2 separate regions of the Bombyx mori genome follow, and region 1 is linked to region 2. Evidence: chromatin contacts called from public Hi-C data. All regions are on one chromosome and are shown on one strand. Each heading gives the region's core, a stretch centred on a gene start, on an enhancer-like site or on the middle of the called end of the contact. The rest is flanking DNA. Distances are from core to core; before and after follow the strand shown.

Evidence for each region. A called contact is a pair of places that touch in the nucleus more often than the background predicts.
Region 1: a contact with region 2 is called in a Hi-C map of posterior silk gland, with 3 times the contacts expected there. The contact joins two enhancer-like sites. A contact is called at or near these places in 2 of 7 Hi-C or Micro-C datasets (posterior silk gland and whole pupa).

Annotation. Positions count from the first base shown.
Region 1 is chr5:6,171,506-6,175,709 of ASM3026992v2, reverse strand. The region is part of intron 1 of LOC134198896 (a long non-coding RNA gene); the gene reads left to right. Among protein-coding and RNA genes, the nearest start is that of LOC134198896, 6.9 kb to the left of the region's middle. Within about 2 kb of position 2,614, at least 8 of the 8 cell types and tissues checked have open chromatin away from gene starts, as enhancers often do.
Region 2 is chr5:6,031,694-6,035,858 of ASM3026992v2, reverse strand. LOC101737747 reads right to left here. Exons shown (of 5, transcript XM_062668486.1): 3 at 3,078-4,165; 4 at 143-343; 5 at 1-59. Among protein-coding and RNA genes, the nearest start is that of LOC101737747, 4.5 kb to the right of the region's middle. Within about 2 kb of position 1,733, at least 4 of the 8 cell types and tissues checked have open chromatin away from gene starts, as enhancers often do.

The DNA.
Region 1 (4,204 bases), core at 1,365-3,864, 140 kb before region 2:
TAATGCATGTGATCGTCTATTTAAAAAAATAAAAACAAACGTGTGGCACTCGGGAACTGCCGTAATAAAGCTATTGCATAGCATTCTTTATCAACTTATGCAATTATAATTAGACAATGATAATTTAATATTAAAACAATAATAAAACAAGACCACGCTATATTAAACATTAATAAAAGCAAAACCTTAACCGTCCCCTTCACACTCATAAGCTAGACCGCGCGAAAGAGAGATGGGCAGACTTTTCATGATGCGCATGCAGTGTGACGTCACGCCACGCGCTTATTCACAAATACTACACAAGCGCAACGTGTGAATGTGTTGAACGCAGCTACATGGTAGGCGGAGTGAGGGGTGTAAGGTTTTTTTCGTTACGGAATTTCATGATTCGGTCGCCGCGCTCAAGGCTCGCGATAAAAGCTACGCAATAGCTTAAAAAACAGCCGACTTTATTTTCGGGTTTTTCTAATTGAATTTATTTAAATATTTAGATCACAGTTTAGAAAATTATCGACAGAAAGGCGTTAAAGAATCGATGACGTCACAGTTCAACTCTGCCTCGACTTTGCATGCACGCACGTAAACTCAATTCGGGACAATGAACATTTTACGGTTCATATGGAACGTTGAACGTGTAATATAATTGTTCGCTGCAACATCGAATACAACACCGAAACGGAAATTAAAGTCTTCTCCGATGAATCATTTGAAACGTGACGCGTATCGAAAAAAAAAAAAAGGTTCGATTCACATACGGATCATGAAATCTTTCAATATTTTATTTTTCCTGCCTATGCCGATAGCCTTGAGAGGCTACTTCAGCTTTACCTTAACGTGTAGGTGAGCTCACGGGGCTCAAACCGAAAGTGTTGTTAACACTTTGCCTCAGTTTCCCAGAATCTACCACCGGATCGGAAACGCGACCCACTGAGAAGATCCGGCGAGAAACTCAGTAAGCTTCTTTCAATGACGAGTGTTGATCATAGGGGTTTTTTGTGATGCGAGTCTGGTGAGTGAGACAGCAGACCCGTCACGTAACGCGTCCGAATGAAGGTCGACACTTCGGTGGCTCTAACTTTGTAACGATCGACTGTATGTCATCAGATTGGCTAACCTCGTTTTTATGCAAAAGCAATTGTACGTTGTCTTAAAAACAGTGAAAGGGTGAATGATGTGTTTCGCGTTTTCGTTGCGTCAACCGATGCAGTTTATGTATGTGATACACGTTTTTTTTTTGTTGTTTTTTAATTAAAATAATAAACAAATTGTGCATTGAACTGAGCTTCTGTTTGCAGGGTTGAATGAACGAGTTCATTTATTTGTTAAAATCGATTCCGCTCTTTTGTTATTTGCGAATGAAAATACGAAATTGTATAGTTTATGTTGGGTAACATAATAATAGGTATAACAAAAGCGATATAACGGTACCGTGTCTATCATAGTACGACTTGGCGCCATTCATCGATACCCGATCAAGTATTTTTGTTTATAATTGGTAACCATTAGGGCTAATTGCTGCAGATAAGTTAATATGTTACGTGTTTTGTCGTATTATCCTGTTGCATTCAGACGTGACTCAAACGTGGTCTTAATATGGGTTTCCTGGTATTCCGAAAAAGGTATTTCGTTTCAATGCGAACGTGGAAAAGTAATATTACATGTATCTAACGATGATAGTCTAGCGCCAAGATAAGGAATTCAAAATCGAATGATAACCTATTCAAGTCGATTCCAAGCGAAAATCAAGTAGGTAAAACCGCTCACGGGTTTCAAACACACAAAGAAAATTATGTAGTTGTTGCCTACAGAGTGACACAAAAGCTTATAAAACTTGTTACAATACAAAATGCGGGTAAAGAATATAAATATTACACAGCACTGAACACGAAATGAAAGAAGCACGTGATTTAGTTGAATAGTTACACAATTTAGTTTTAAAACTTATAATTTGTAGGGTGCGAGCTTGCGCAGGCGGCGAAGGTAGCGCCGCGCCTCACCCGCGAGCCTCTTTCGGCTGCTTGTACTCTCTGCACACACTGCCCTCAGTAAATTCTTTGCATAAATAAGCGAGAAAGCTTTCCATATCCACGAAACGTATAGTTCCACGCAACTGTATTAAACACGATCACTGCTTCCGAAAAACTAAACTAATTCGCTTACCTTGCACTGCGTAGTAGCGATGTTCTAACGCGATCGATGAAAGAAAAACAAATGAAAAGCTGGCACACAGTCACGTTCGTACGAATACTTTGAGAGTAATGGCGCCGCCAGTCGGTCGTTCGTTCGTCGGGTCTCTCGCTGACTAGGAAGGCGAGCCTTGTTTGCTCAGTTACGTAGCCCTGGCAACTTCGCGCTCTGTTCTGTATACACGTTTCGACGTAAGAACGAACGAGATAGAACTATTATTATCAATACGTCAGCGGTTTTATACCTGGTGCAGCAACCCACATCAGCGATGCTTCCGACAAATTAAAAATACATATAAATATATAGGTATCTATTATTTTTGTATGCATAAAATGTTTATTATGCACAATGTTTAAAGTTTACATTGGGTAACAAAATCACAAATTCCGAATCGCATAGCCGAAGCGAAGTGAGTTGTAAATACGTGACTCCAGCAGTAAACTGAGGAGTGCTACCAAAAACCACAAGTAATAATATCCTGCCTTTACATTTTACATTTAATTTTAGCTATAAACTATTGCATATTCATAGTATTTTGGATATTGGTCATATGTAGTATGTAGGTTTAGGAATTACGAACTATTAGGTCGAATTAATACGTACCTAATTTGTTACTCTAGATTATACTCTTAATATTAAACATTTGGAAGCACACATCGTATCGTACCCAAAGGTACGTGGGATTCTTAGGTTTCATTATATGTTAAAAGGACATATAAGTAAAATAAAAATAATGTTCAATAAAATTTAAATTAGGTAAGAAATTTTATTATTGGTTACAAATGCTTTCTAAAATAAACTATGCTGCCATCTAGTTTCTATTACTTGATGAAAAGTTTTAGTACTAAAAATGAAGTAGTACACTATATTGCCAAAAGGTGGCGGTAGCTTATTTTTTAACTAAATGTTCCAGCAGATGGCACTCAAAACTTATAATCACAATTTAAAGCTGATAATAATATGCATAGAAATTGCCTATTTGATAATATGTTTTTAATATAGATATATATACATCTATATATTTTAACGATGGACCAAATGAAGTATTAATGTTATAGGTATAGTATATTTTTTAGTATTTTTTTTATTGCCCATTGCATATATTGTGCTAATTTTATTATAAGAAGTCTAAATGCATAATCAAATCTAATTGATTATTTTTGACTTATTCACAAATAAAGCATACTATACTATTTAATGCCATTTATAAAATATTCTTATAATTATTTTGAGTAATAGTTATAGAATATTCAATCGAATAAGTAAAAATAAAGTAAACCACAAAATTTTATGCCCATTTTAGATTTAGCTTAAGTTCCTTTTGATATGTTAGTGAATATTATGTGGGTTACAGTTTGGTTAAGTTTAGTGGCGTATATATTTTGCAGATTACAACGATTTGGCTAATGGCGATTTCTGCCCACTGAGTTTCTCGGCGGGTCTTTTCAGTGGGTCGCGTTTCCGATTCGGTGGTAGATTCTGCGAAGCACGGCTCTTGCTAGGGTCCGTGTTAGCAACATCGTCAGGTTTGAGCCCCGTGAGCTCACCTACTATTTAGGCGAATCTAGAATAACCCCTCGAGGCTACTAGAATAGGTAGAAAAAAAGGCGATTTCAAGAAAATCGTATAAAGCAAATCTTATGCTTCGTTTACACGCTTGCCGAGGCTTGGCAAACGTCCATAATCTCCAAGACTTTACAACCGCTTGGATGTCATTTACACGCTTCCGGGTCGTTAGTGTGGTCCGGACAGGCAAGCTGTGCCGGCAAGCATGGCAGACGTGGACGTCGAAGTCGATCGAAGTTGTGTCGGCTATTGCGTTTAGCTTGACATATTTTCTTCAATAAATACATACAGTACAAAGGAAGCGAAAATTTTGCCAAAGAAGATGGTGGATTACAAATCCATAGATACTGATATTAAAAACGCGCCAACGTGTAATGTACGACACAAGCGCTTGCCGCAAGCTTCCTTTGATTTGTGTTAAAAAACCTTTGCCCGAATTGGCGACTAGCTC
Region 2 (4,165 bases), core at 484-2,983:
CTGCTCAGAGACTCGGGAAATTTTGTAAACTCATTATTCGAAATGTTCAGTTTGGTCACCTGTGAAAGAAAACATGTAGCAGTGAGCATGAAAAATGTCTTTATGAATGAGTTAAATGAAAGAATTCTATAAGTCAACTTACCTGTAATCCCAATCCATTGGGGATGTCCGTGAGGCCTCTACGTGAACAATCAATATCAGTTTTATCTAGATTACATCTGCATAGAAAACACAAATCTCCTATGGTTTTGTCATCGTCATCCAAGCTTCTTGCAAGCGCTAACAAATTCCATGATATCAGAATAATCCATACGCTGGACAGTCGTAACATCACGCCTTGCTTTCATTACTGTCTGCAATAAGATATTTTAAGGTAACGGTGAAATCGATTTCACAATAATCCCGACAGGAAAAATAATTATAACAATACATTTGACACCTGCACGATTAATTTGTCTTGGATTCCCAACACGTTTTGTGTTACCTAAAAGGTTTACGACACATAACGTATTGTTAATTCAATTCATTTCGGCTAAACCTAAATAAATGTCAGAACGAATACAACAGTTTTATCTTTGTTATCAGTTTTTGATAGTGGCTGTAGGTTGGTGGGATGTGAAATTTGGGTCGTAACAAACCACCGCACCTGTTTTATTATTCCATAGAATTACCTCACGACCTGGTTGGGTGATTTAGTTATTAGTCAGCCTCCTAACACAAGATAAAGGATGTTCTAGCTAAAATTGATTTTAATCTAAAGAGGTGTTTCGATAGAGATGCTTATATCATGAATAATCGTCAACTGAGATAATTTTTTGAATGACCACCGTAAGTAATAAAATTTTCATACATTTACCTATAATGGCCTAGTAAACATAGTACAAATAAATAAAGTTCTTTCGATAATTTCTTAGAAGTATTTCTGTCACTTACCTAGTTATCCAGTTTTTCGTAATTAAGGCTGTTTCACAACTCTAGGGTGTTTTATTCATATTTCGTAACAAAGTATGTTGCTTGACATACTAAGAGTGCTTATTATTGTAGTGACTTCAGTTTTGTAATCCATATAATCCTTAAGATAAAGGCGGTTTTTGTTGCCTCCGTTTTTTCCTTTGGGCGTAATATAGTATTTCTTCACAGTTATTTTTGCTTTTAAGACGTGCGTACGCTGGACTGCGACTGCATTGTGTGAGTCAGATTGTGACTTTTTATCAATGGATAAGAGATAAGAATGGCGAAATTATATACTTACTGTAGTGTCAGTAGGTGCGCAGGACTATTCTTCATAGAATTATTTATGATTAAGCAGGTTTAATTTTGAAAATGTGACTAAATTCCTAATTTAAAAAATGTATAATCGACGAATAAATATGTAATATACTCTTTTCGTCTATTATTTACTGAATGAATTTAATAAATTTAGCAGAATTGCACTAGTCAGTTGGTTTTTGTAATGATGACTGATGTACACGATCGAAACTTCAGAATTAAGTGAGTTAAAAATTATAAAAACAAATGTGTGTTACCAGGTAGGTAATTACACAAATTACTATTCTTCCAATTACGAGCACCTACGAGATTATGCCACTTCGAGTTGTTAGTGTTTTTAAGACATTTTTTCTTTTAAAGCTATAGATCGTTTGGCTTTAAAAGGAATAGTGTACTATTATATTTTCTTTTGAATGTTCCGTTTAAAGTAATTTACGTAATCGATACAACGATGATACAGTATGTCAGCAAATCGAATGTCGAGTCTCGAGCAAAGATAATACATTTATTATTATCTTGACTACAATGACTACTAGTTTGATTAGGTTGTAATAAAAGCTGAAGATCAGTTAAATAAATTGATTCACAGCTTCTTAATAAAACGATTACGTTGTTTACATAATACTGCAGTTGGAACGTTAATTTGTAACATGTTTTTTTTGTATTAATTATTTTGAAAATATATTTAACAGCGCCATCTATTATTCATAATTCAAAGCCCAGGGACAACAATCAAAAATGTGCTTCCTATTTCGGCGCCCGTTTAGTCAGAGCTATATCATCGTTTTAACAATAGATGTCGCTGGTCATTTGAAAAACTACTTTAATTAAAAATAAACAGCAGGTTTAAATTGAGACTTATTTAACGTAATGTATTACATTATAAATGTGATTGATGTCGTTTTATAATCCAGATTTCATTATATTCATTTTCGAAAATACTCACCCACTTTTTCGTGATTAATTTAGAACATTCCTAATGTCTATCGGCATATGTTTTAACCATAGAGTTACTATTCTAACTATTCTTCTATTGTAGGTACTTATTAACTCCATGGAACTACAACACGATGAAGTTTCATCAAAGTCCGTTCAGTAGTTTTTGCGTGAACGAAAAAAATATTTAAATAAACATCTTCTCACCCTCATAAACTTTCGCATTCGTAATAATTAATACATATGCAGGAAAGTCCGCAGAGCGATAATTGAGATTGCCTTAATATTTTTTTACGTTTTTTGATATTCGCCTTTTTCTAACAGAACCTAGTTCTAGAATTTCACTGCCAACTGTCCCGCGTATCAAGCTACATTTTACAGACTATAAGTGGCAGTTCAAAGGCTAGGAATGGGTATAGAACGTAGGCGGTATTAAATGTGTTTGACGCTGTACGAAAATTAATCTATGGTAAATTGTTAATTTAAAATTTAATATAAATAAATAACGTGCATGCATTCTTATGTAAACTTAAAATAAATAAAAAATCCTTTAATACTCTAACAATCACTCGACACACAACAAATGCACATACAAAAGAGTTTTTACACTAAAATAACGCTAAAATACATTTAGGTATAGGCACTTAAAATAAAACTAACAAAAGCAAATATTCATATAAAAACTTTTACAACATATTGTAACATATGGAACATGTCAAGAATTCGACGATCACATTATACCCACTATACATATTCATTTACCTAATGTTTTTATAATTTAAATTAATTTTATTACGTTCTTCGCTGACAGAAAATACTCGAATCCGTCAATTATCGAATGAAAATGAAGATAAACAAATAACACATCAGGTTATATGTATTTCGACGGTTCGCCTCACAGACCGCCGATCGCTCACTCTTGGCCTGTGCTCCGTAAGGTCTCCAATAGATCTTGACCTCCGAGAACGTTGACTAGGTTCATCGTCCACAAAATCGGGCAGTGAATGGAATGACGAATTCAATCGCGGCATCAATAGAGCCTCGTCGTACGTCGGAGGCAGGTCCTCATCACGCAGAGGCACTCTCATCACGACCGACTCGGCCCGCGATTGTGGCGTTCCGTTGAGATTCACAATAGTCGTCTCAGTTTCAGGCCTCGGAGGATCCGGTTTGTTTATAGCAATTATGCCCCGACAAATTAACGATGTCACCACTATACCAATGATAATACCGACCATAGCTGCCAGTGTCGTATAAGATTCAACTGTAGACGCGTTGGGGTGCCATGTTTGTATGTACGCCTGCTGCCAACTCAGCTGAGTCACGTTCGATGGCGCGTAGCAAATCAGGGAAGCTCTATCGTGAATTTTCGAAGGTTCTTTCGTGAGGAACTCGTAAGTGAGCAAAAGATTAACGCTAAAGCCTTCGCAGTTCCATCGGTTTCCCTTCACGTGGACTTCCCTCAGAAATGGATTCGAGGCGAAGTGTGAGGTGGACCAAACCTCCCTGAACTCGTTCCCTCTCAAGTTCAATACCGCTAAGTGGGGTAGTGACGAGAACGTGCGGTCAGTTAGCGAGCCAATTTCATTATAGCTCAAGTCCAATTCCTGGAGAGTGTTGGACGAAAAATTATCTGGTATGCTTTCAATTTGGTTCGAAGATAGGTCGATTTCGAGCAGCGAAGTCATTTCTGACAGAGAATCGACCTGTAAGTTTGTGATCAAACAATAGCTTAGATGAAGACTCCTCAGGGAATTCGATTGAAATTTCGGTAATTCAGACAAATAGTTTCGACTTAATCTGAGTGTGTTCAAACTTTTTGCCGCCGTAAGGAGTTTCGGAGAGAACTCGTTTATTCTATTCTCAGAGAGATCTAAGAAATACAAATTGGTCATTCCACTGAACGAATCTTCTTCAATGTTTTTTATTTTGTTCCTCGACAGATCCAGTCTTCTGAATT